3 separate regions of the Zea mays genome follow, and regions 1 and 2 are each linked to region 3. The links are chromatin contacts, called in public Hi-C maps. All regions are on one chromosome and are shown on one strand. Each heading gives the region's core, a stretch centred on a gene start, on an enhancer-like site or on the middle of the called end of the contact. The rest is flanking DNA. Distances are from core to core; before and after follow the strand shown. Region 1 holds the start of LOC100279906 (RING/U-box superfamily protein). Region 2 has its middle 54 kb from the start of LOC109941239. Region 3 holds the start of LOC100279578.

Evidence for each region. Hi-C and Micro-C count contacts between places; a contact is called where the count stands out from the background.
Region 1: a contact with region 3 is called in a Hi-C map of leaf, with 9 times the contacts expected there. The contact joins the promoter of LOC100279906 here to the promoter of LOC100279578 in region 3. A contact is called at or near these places in 5 of 25 Hi-C or Micro-C datasets (bundle sheath, endosperm, leaf and 1 more).
Region 2: a Hi-C map of endosperm shows a contact between it and region 3, with 2.3 times the contacts expected there. The contact joins the enhancer-like site here to the promoter of LOC100279578 in region 3. A contact is called at or near these places in 2 of 25 Hi-C or Micro-C datasets (endosperm and leaf).

What each region holds. Positions count from the first base shown.
Region 1 is chr7:93,172,606-93,175,434 of Zm-B73-REFERENCE-NAM-5.0, forward strand. It overlaps LOC100279906 (RING/U-box superfamily protein), which reads right to left and starts at 1,264. Exons shown (of 5, transcript NM_001152858.1): 1 at 1,173-1,264; 2 at 1-520. The coding sequence starts at 259.
Region 2 is chr7:93,230,759-93,233,560 of Zm-B73-REFERENCE-NAM-5.0, forward strand. No RefSeq gene overlaps it. Among protein-coding and RNA genes, the nearest start is that of LOC109941239, 54 kb to the left of the region's middle. Within about 2 kb of position 1,338, at least 14 of the 20 cell types and tissues checked have an H3K27ac peak or open chromatin away from gene starts, as enhancers often do. A contact at or near this core is called in endosperm and leaf, where this site is marked.
Region 3 is chr7:93,420,011-93,422,842 of Zm-B73-REFERENCE-NAM-5.0, forward strand. It overlaps LOC100279578, which reads left to right and starts at 1,317. Exons shown (of 1, transcript NM_001152575.2): 1 at 1,317-2,832. The coding sequence starts at 1,483. The coding sequence ends at 2,559.

The DNA.
Region 1 (2,829 bases), core at 14-2,513, 250 kb before region 3:
CAGAATTCCATGGACTTCTTCCATGACCATATATACTATCTCTTCTAGGAAAAGATAAATTTCTGGTGCTATAAGCAGTTGGTGATATTGATGGCGAAGACTCTGATGACAGGGTTTGTGTGCTTGTTGATAGCCTATCTTCCTGATGTGGTTCATCCGAGTCACTGCACATATCTTGATGACTGGTTGATGTTGATGCAGTTTCCCCATGTGCTACACTTATAACATGATGTACACCATCACAGGAAGTGTGCGCCATTAATAACTTGGATCTACCAATGTCCAGCTTAGTTCTTATGTCGAATGGGCACTACCATATGTAGCGCAATAATGAGTTTCTATCTTTCTAACCAGATGTTACCATCGGCCATCATATTAACTAACATACAGATGGCTGAAATGTTGATCCTCAATAATCTACTGAACTTTGAGTTGTGTGCTAGGTAACTTCTCTTGCTTCACAGAAGATCCCCACAGAGGTAGCCTAAGCTACAAATTTGAAAAAGGATTTCTCATGTACCTTTTGTCATATACATGCAAACATAGTAGAGTTATTCGTAAATATACTGAACCACTATACAAAAAATATTAGTTCACGTAGGCTAAGCTGTGAGTATTAGATTCGATTACTGTGAAAGGCCATGATTTATGAGTTTAATCCGAGGAAGTGTGAATTTTTAGCGTAAACTATCAATACTATCCAAATTGATTGCTGGAATGGAACTTGATGTAACTGGGACCTCTTATACAGAACGCTTGTAGAGAACCGGAAACCTGCTCTGCTAGGGAAATGACCCAGGAGACCAGCCTGATAGACTATCTATGAACTTCAAATAAGTCACTAATTTACTAATGGTATTGGCTCGCAAGGAGAAAAAGAATAGCCCTACAAAATGACTCTCTTAAAATCTATGTCTGGAAGTCCTTTTAAGATAGGTTAACATAACATATGCTATGCTTAACAGCTTCGCAAGAGGAACTGAGGCGTGAGACCAAGATAGCCGAGCAATAATAAGACCCGATAATATTTGCAAAAGAAAATCGAAATAGTAGGCATAGTAATACATGTAAGCATTTGTAGTTAGATCAGATCCGAATACAAATAGCCAAACAGTTTAATTTAGGGTTTGGGTAGGTTTTGTAAGGTATGGAAGAGGAAGGGGTGGACATACATGGTGGGTGCTCGTCGCCGGGGAAGGGCCCGGCGAATACCTAGGAACCTAGTGTAGGGCTGCGGCAGCGGTCACCCAGACGTCGCCACGGGAAGGATAGCGCCCGCACGCGGGGTGAAAGGGAACAGAAAACGCCGGGGTAATCGGCCGAGCAGGTGCGGATGCTCTGCCCGAACCAGACCAAGAGGAAGAAGTGGAGGATGAAGGGGAGGCAGGCAGAGCAGAGCAGCGGTCCCTTTCGTTTTGGCACGGAGGGACGAGGGAGTATGAGTGAGAGTGGTCCCATGGACCTGGCGTATGCGTGTTAGGAGGGCGTGGCTGACACCTCGCTTCTAGCAAGAAGAACGTGTCGGCTATGGTAGGTAGCCACAGCGATTTTCGCAATCTTTTTATACATTTTATTTGTCTCTTCCCTCGCAGTAAGAACCAAGAAACTAAAGGGATTTTACCTTTGTTTTATAGTAGAAGTATATATAAAATAAAAGGAATATATTACGAATTTATAATTTTTTATGTTTAATGTAATTAAAAATACAGTATAACAATACATAGGGCGGCGTTATTCATCACTCAGCGAGACATAACCCTACCTAATTAAATCCTACAAACCACCACTCGCACCAGCCCACCCAACTGATTCCCCATGTCGCCGCTCGCATGACCCACTCGACCGCCGTCTGTAATTAGTCAAACTCTGCTTCGATCCAGTCGTTGCACCAACGTCCACAAATTTTCGGTGTGGTGCCTTCATTCATCTGTCGCAGCAGTCAGCTCTCGTCCTCGACTCAACACTTTGAATTGATGAGAATGTCTGAAGTAACCCTTAAATGGCTGAATATTTGTTTTTATTGTACATTGAAGTAAACATTGAATGGCCAAAATAAACCTTGAATAGCTAAATATTTGTTCATGTTGTACGTTAAAGTAATCCTTAAATGGCTGAAGCTGAAGCAAACCTTGAATTGCTGAATATTTGCTAGTATGCACTACGGGTTGCGGGCGAATCAACCCCATCAAGCTTTGTTTTGAACTACCAACCCATCCTTGCTTTGATTGTTTTTTAAAACCCATTTTGTACCAATTAGGTGGCAGTTTTGAGGCGGTGGAACCAAAACCCAAATCTGGTTCCTCTCAAAGTTTTTAAGCTCCTCATGCATGGCATTGGCCTAGTTAGGATCAGAGAAAGTGTTTCCAACATCCTGAGGCTCAAAAGAAGCAACAAAAGAGAGTGAGAAAAGTGATAAATCCATTGTGGCATATAGTGAGTGACTCACTCGTGAAGCTCCTCGAACATCTACTGAAGTGGGTGACAACGTTGAATGTGTCGTGGTGCATCCTCGAAGAGGTTAACATCAGCCTGATCGCCTCCATGCCTAGCAGGCTGTAGCTCGAGTGGACCCCAAGTCGTGGAAGAAGTGATGTCGAGTCTGTTGGCCGAAGTAGTGGAAGCAGGCTCGACTGGTACAACAAGTGAAGATGGCTCGGGATTACCTCAATCGGTGTCGTCTTGTTCCTCCTCTACAAAGATGGTCTCACCCATCTGACCTGGACCGCATGCTCAAAGATAGAGGATGGATTAGGCGAAGTTTCATCAAAGTTCACCTCAGAGGTCTCCATGATACTATTAGTTTCAAGGGTAAGAACATGGTAAGCATGG
Region 2 (2,802 bases), core at 88-2,587, 190 kb before region 3:
GCTATGGTTTCAAGCAAAAGGAGGCATATACCCTTTTCCACGGTCTGTAACTTCATCGTAGTAATTACAGTCAGCATTATGCTTACAACGATTCACTCTCTACTTGTCCCTTTCGGGAAAGGACCATCTCACACTAGATTTCCTAATTAATTGACTAAGGGTGTCTCATTCCATCCTTGTGGTAGCACAGTTGTCTCGGGTTAGGGCTTCATGTTCCAATTAACAAAATAATCTTATCATAACCAATAAATAATTCATTAATAATAAAACATGATCATACTTCATATAATAATAATCCCTCAACCAGGTAGAGCAATAGCAAGACTATCCGATATTCATTTGTATGCAAGGTGTAGGCTAAACAAAACTAGGTAACCTAATAGGTCCCATTAGGTTAACCTAATAGTGCATAGGTGAGAACATAAAAGTAAATATTATTAGGTCAAAGAATATGATCAAGGATACAACTTGCCTTTTTGTGCAACCCAGGTACTTCTCCAAGTTGGGCTTGAGATTCCTCGTAATCTCACTTATACTCGTAGCAATACATACAAATAAGAAAATAATGAAACCAATAACATTACATCAAATATGGAATCAAATTGCATAGGAATATTATACGAGTCAAGACGAATCCGTAGGTTCAAGAACTACTAAATTTGGAGCTAAAACGAGTAAGATATGGATTTTACAAGTTCTGGAGACTATTTTCTAATAACAATATAAATTCTAGCCTTTCATGCATTTCTAATTAAAATTATATTACTTTTTCCGGTGCAATGACAAAGTGGTGGACGTTGAGTTAAAAGGGCTAAAAACCTAGGGTGCTTTGGGTAAGTTTTGAGGGCTTATTTTAAAGAGGACATATCTAGTGCACATAGAAGTTTAGTGCACATGGTGCACATATTAAATCATCACTATCCATATCAGATCTAACGTTTCTAGTTGATCATTGCAATTTACAAATAACATCTTCCACCACTATACCCCACCACGTTAGAGGGTGTCCTAGCAAAATATACCAAGCAACTAGAGGCGTTAGATCTCAGATGAGTGGTGGTGGTTTAATATGTGCACCATGTGCACTAAACATCCATGTGCACCAGATATGTTCTCTATTTTAAATAGCTTTCAACTAACTTAGGAGTGTGGGTTGATCGTTGAAAATCCTAGGGGCGCTTAAACAATTTTGCCTCGGCTATGAGGAAATGGGTTTGATCGTCCGTTGGATAAAAAAGTGACGGTTTAGATTTTATAAAGTGAAGGGGTATCGACGATCTAATCATAATCGCTCGAACTGAACTGGATGGCTTGGATTTAATTACCCAATGATGAACTCGGACACGATCTACACCGTTGATTGCCCTATCTACGACTCTGACTGAGTCCACCCGAATGATGTATCCGATCTAATCAGGGGCCACCCATTCAATAGATCAATGGTCAAAGGTTTGTCGCCCTCCTCTCGACACTAGACTCGACAGCGACCATGCATGCACGGCGGCTCCTCGTCGACGAAGTCCCAACCCACGCCATGGTGGCCAAAACGGTGTGCGAGCACGTGCATAGGAAAGTGGAGATGACAAAGAATGCATGTAAGGAGGTTTTACCAGCGTGTGTACAGTGTCAAGCCTGCCCATGAAGCAGTGCGGCTCCACGGTGGTGGCCTTGCTCTGGCGAGCAATTTGTAGTCGTCCTGTGGCCCCTCGAGCTCGTTGAATTACCCTTGAACCCTACTTGGTTACCGGTGATGCTCCCAAACATCTTTTTGGCTTTCGAACGACGCTGCAGGCGCAAGGCCACGCCGGTGGCTATTTCTCCTTCCTTCGGTTCGCGGTGGTGCTCTACGATGGTGGCGCTTGACAATAGAGCTATCCTTCATATGCGTTGGTCCAAGGGGGGTATTGGTTGGTACTTATACGCATGGGATAAGGATCGGGGGAAGGCATTGGCCGATGCTCGCGGCTTCGTTTGCAACAACTGAAGATGGTTACGATGATTGGCATCGAGTTTGTTACGCACAGTCGGTAGGAGACGCTTCTGTGCAGCGGGACCCACACGCAGTGTCTTTGGAGGCGGGCGCACGCGAGACCAGTTGAACGTGACGTATCCAACCGAGCCGTGGAGTCCAAGTCCTGGCGAAACTCCCTGCATCTACCTTCTAATATCGTCAGGAGATAGAAGATAAGCCTAACCCACGAGACCCATGCATCACTGGCTCAGCTGCTCAAAGGGAAAAGAAAAGGGAAGGTTGAAGAAGTGGGCCGGTGGGTGTAATACTTGACCGAGAGGAAAAATACCGACCTGAGTGCAAGTAAGTTTTCTCTTCTTTCTTTTTATTTTATTTTATGTTTCCCTTTTCAAATTCAATTTTATAATCAAGAATTGAATTCAAATATGAGTTTCAAGTTTCAAACTTATTTCAAATGCGCAATCAAAGAAAACTCACCATGATGCATAGTTTAATTTTATTTATTTATTTATTTATTATCCTATTTAAGCAAATACTTTTAATTATGCAACCCATACTCACAAAGATATGTGTTTTAAGACAATAATTCCTTGTGTATAAAATATTTTTAGAGAGTACTAATAAATATATATTTTGGTAAAGAGATAACTAGATTCATATGGATGTTACTTTAAGGTAATAAAATTATTATTAAAAGGTATTCCAATTCAAAACCTTTAGAGAGTTTTACTAGATTCCAACAATAGGATTTTAGGTGTTACATCACATACAGAGAAGAAAACTGATGCTCGAGTCCCAGGGAAGCACAAAAGGTTTCAAAATTAGTATTT
Region 3 (2,832 bases), core at 67-2,566:
TACGAAGAGTCTGTCGCTTTATTTTTTTTGCATTTAGCTTTGTAGAGACCTTTTAAGAGACTATTTATTTAATTGTGTTTTACATGTACTCAAGCAAACGAATGAACGAACTGGCTTGTTTGTTGTGTTTGATGGTGACTTTAATTCAGATACGGGTATTACTTCTACAACATTTTGTTTCTATATATTAGAGCCGCTGATTATTCTCTTTCACCTTGACTCGGAAATTTCTCCGGTAAAATCACCACCAGATTTCATTGAGCGGCGTACGTCCTTTTCACCCACTCTCTAGTAACACCTGTCGCCCGCCCATGCCCCCATGTCTCCGCCCATCACCCACGCACAAGTCCCCGCGCAGCACCAGTTTTCTAAAGTCACGATCCTCCTTGCGTGGCACCGCGCCTGCGCTCCCGTCCATCCCTCGCCGACTCACCCCGTCACGGCACGTAAGCACACTGTCCACGTCGCCGCTGACTCCGGAGCCCGCGAGCTGAGGTCTCCCACCTCAATCACCCCGAAACCGACACCCGGTTTCCTCCGTTTTCACAGCAGTGCCGTGCCCGTTGCCGCGCGCGAGGGACCCGCCCGACCTCGGCCGGCCCCGCGATTGCAACGCCCACTGCCGATGACTTCCCCATGCGCGACGGGCTGCACGGGGCTGGCGGGACGCATAGAGGCGGCCAAAGCCGAAAGTGCACTCGTTCGGTTCCTCTGTCCGGGCCCCCATGACGCGCGCGTCTAATTTTGATCCCTGCGGTGGCATGTCTTCCCGGCCCAGGATTAGTTCGTCGACCGCCGAGTCAAACTAGACACGACACGACACGAGCCCTCGTGCCATCGTGTGCGGGCGCCACAGCCAATCCCGTCCCGGCACGCAGCGCGGTCGCCTTTTTGATTACTACAACGATCGCATCAAACCAGGGCGGCGTTTTGCCGGAGTTAACAAAAGCATCAGAAATTGCCGCCGTGCAGAGGGGACACACGTCACGTTGTTTGTTCTCCGCCTCCGCACCGAGATCCCGTGCGCGGACCCGGAACACTGACGCGCCGATGCGGTGGCCCAATCGCCGGCCGCCAACACGCACGCGGGGGGCAGCGGTTGCGTCGTCTGGTGCGCGATTAGATTTGATTAGGTTAGACGTGGTGCGCGATAAATGATGCCTGCTGCTTATGACCAGCAGACCGGCGCGCGTCACGTGTCGCGGCGGGGCTGAACAGCTGCGGCAACGTGTCGTGCAAGGTGAGCCCGTGGACGGCCCAGATGCGGTGGGCGCCAGCCGGTCCGCCTCAGAATGAGATCGCGCGACCCGACTCCCGGCGCCGCGCGAGCCCGCGAGACAGGGGCTTTAAAAGGGGCGCCCGGCAGGCACCACGGGACCCTCTCTCAACTCTCGTTTCGCCGGAGTATTTAGCTTGCTTCAGGGAGCACGTGGCGGTGGAAGCTTCCCTAGGGGTGGCGGAGGCGGTGGTGGTGCTTGGTTGATGTCGATGGCGCAGGTCTGCTGTGACTCGGCCGTAGCGGCGACGGCGGCACCGGTGGTTGGTGCGGAGGCGGAGGCCAGGGCCAGGGCGCGCGCCGAGAGGCGGAGCCGGGCCGGAGAGTCTGGGGCGTGGAAGCACGCGGTGGCCGCTGGCACGGCCGATGCTACGAGGAAGCGGAGTCTCGGGGCAGGGGAGCTGCTGGTGGCGCGGAAGCACGGGGCGGCGTCGGTGGCCGGCCGCAGGAGGGAGATGGAGGATGCCGTGTCCGTGCGCGACGCGTTCTGCGCGGAGGGCACGGCCGACGGCGGGAGGCGCGACTTCTACGGAGTGTTCGACGGCCACGGCTGCTCGCACGTGGCCGAGGCGTGCCGGGACCGGATGCACGAGCTGGTCGCCGAGGAGCTCGCCGCCACCGCCGCCGACAGCTCAGTCTCCGCGGCGGCGGCCTGGACCGTGGCGATGGAACGCAGCTTCGCGCGGATGGACGCCGAGGTGACGTCGGCCGGCGGGCGCGCCGCCGCCGCCAGAAGCAGCACCTGCCGCTGCGACGCGCACAGGTGCGACCACGTGGGCTCCACGGCCGTGGTGGCCGTCGTGGAGGAGCACAGCGTCATTGTGGCCAACTGCGGCGACAGCCGCGCCGTGCTCTGCCGTGGGGACGGCGCGCCGCCGCTGCCGCTGTCGTCGGACCACAAGCCCGACCGCCCCGACGAGCTGGAGCGCATCGAGTCCGCCGGCGGGCGCGTCATCTTCTGGGAGGGCGCGCGCGTTCTGGGCGTCCTCGCCATGTCCCGCGCCGTCGGGGACGGATACCTGAAGCCGTACGTGTCGTCCGTTCCCGAGGTGACGGTGACCGACCGGTCCGACGGCGACGAGTGCCTCATCCTGGGCAGCGACGGGCTCTGGGACGTGGTGAGCAACGAGGCCGCGTGCGAGGTGGCGCGCGCCTGCCTCCGCAGGGGCCGGGCCAAGTGGTGTGCCGAGGCCGCCGCGTTGCTCACCAAGCTGGCCCTCGCGAGGAGAAGCTCCGACAACGTCTCGGTGGTCGTCATCGATCTCCGGAGGAGGAATCACTAGTTCTGTGCAGTTGTCAGCTAGTACTAGTACTCCCTCCGAAGGATGGCTGGTCGCACAAGGGATTTCGCGGGGGTGCCTAATTGGGTTTTTTTTCTTCCATTTTCATTCAAAAAGTTTTTTTTTTTTTTGCTGTACTCTCCCTGAATCAAAAAGTTCAGAGGAGCCCTTAGATTAATTATTGTGGTAGAGCCGGAATTTGGTCCGGATACCATTCGGAGAGGTGGTCGCGTAGAAAAAACTCAGAGGAGAGACGGTCTCACAAGAAAATCAGTC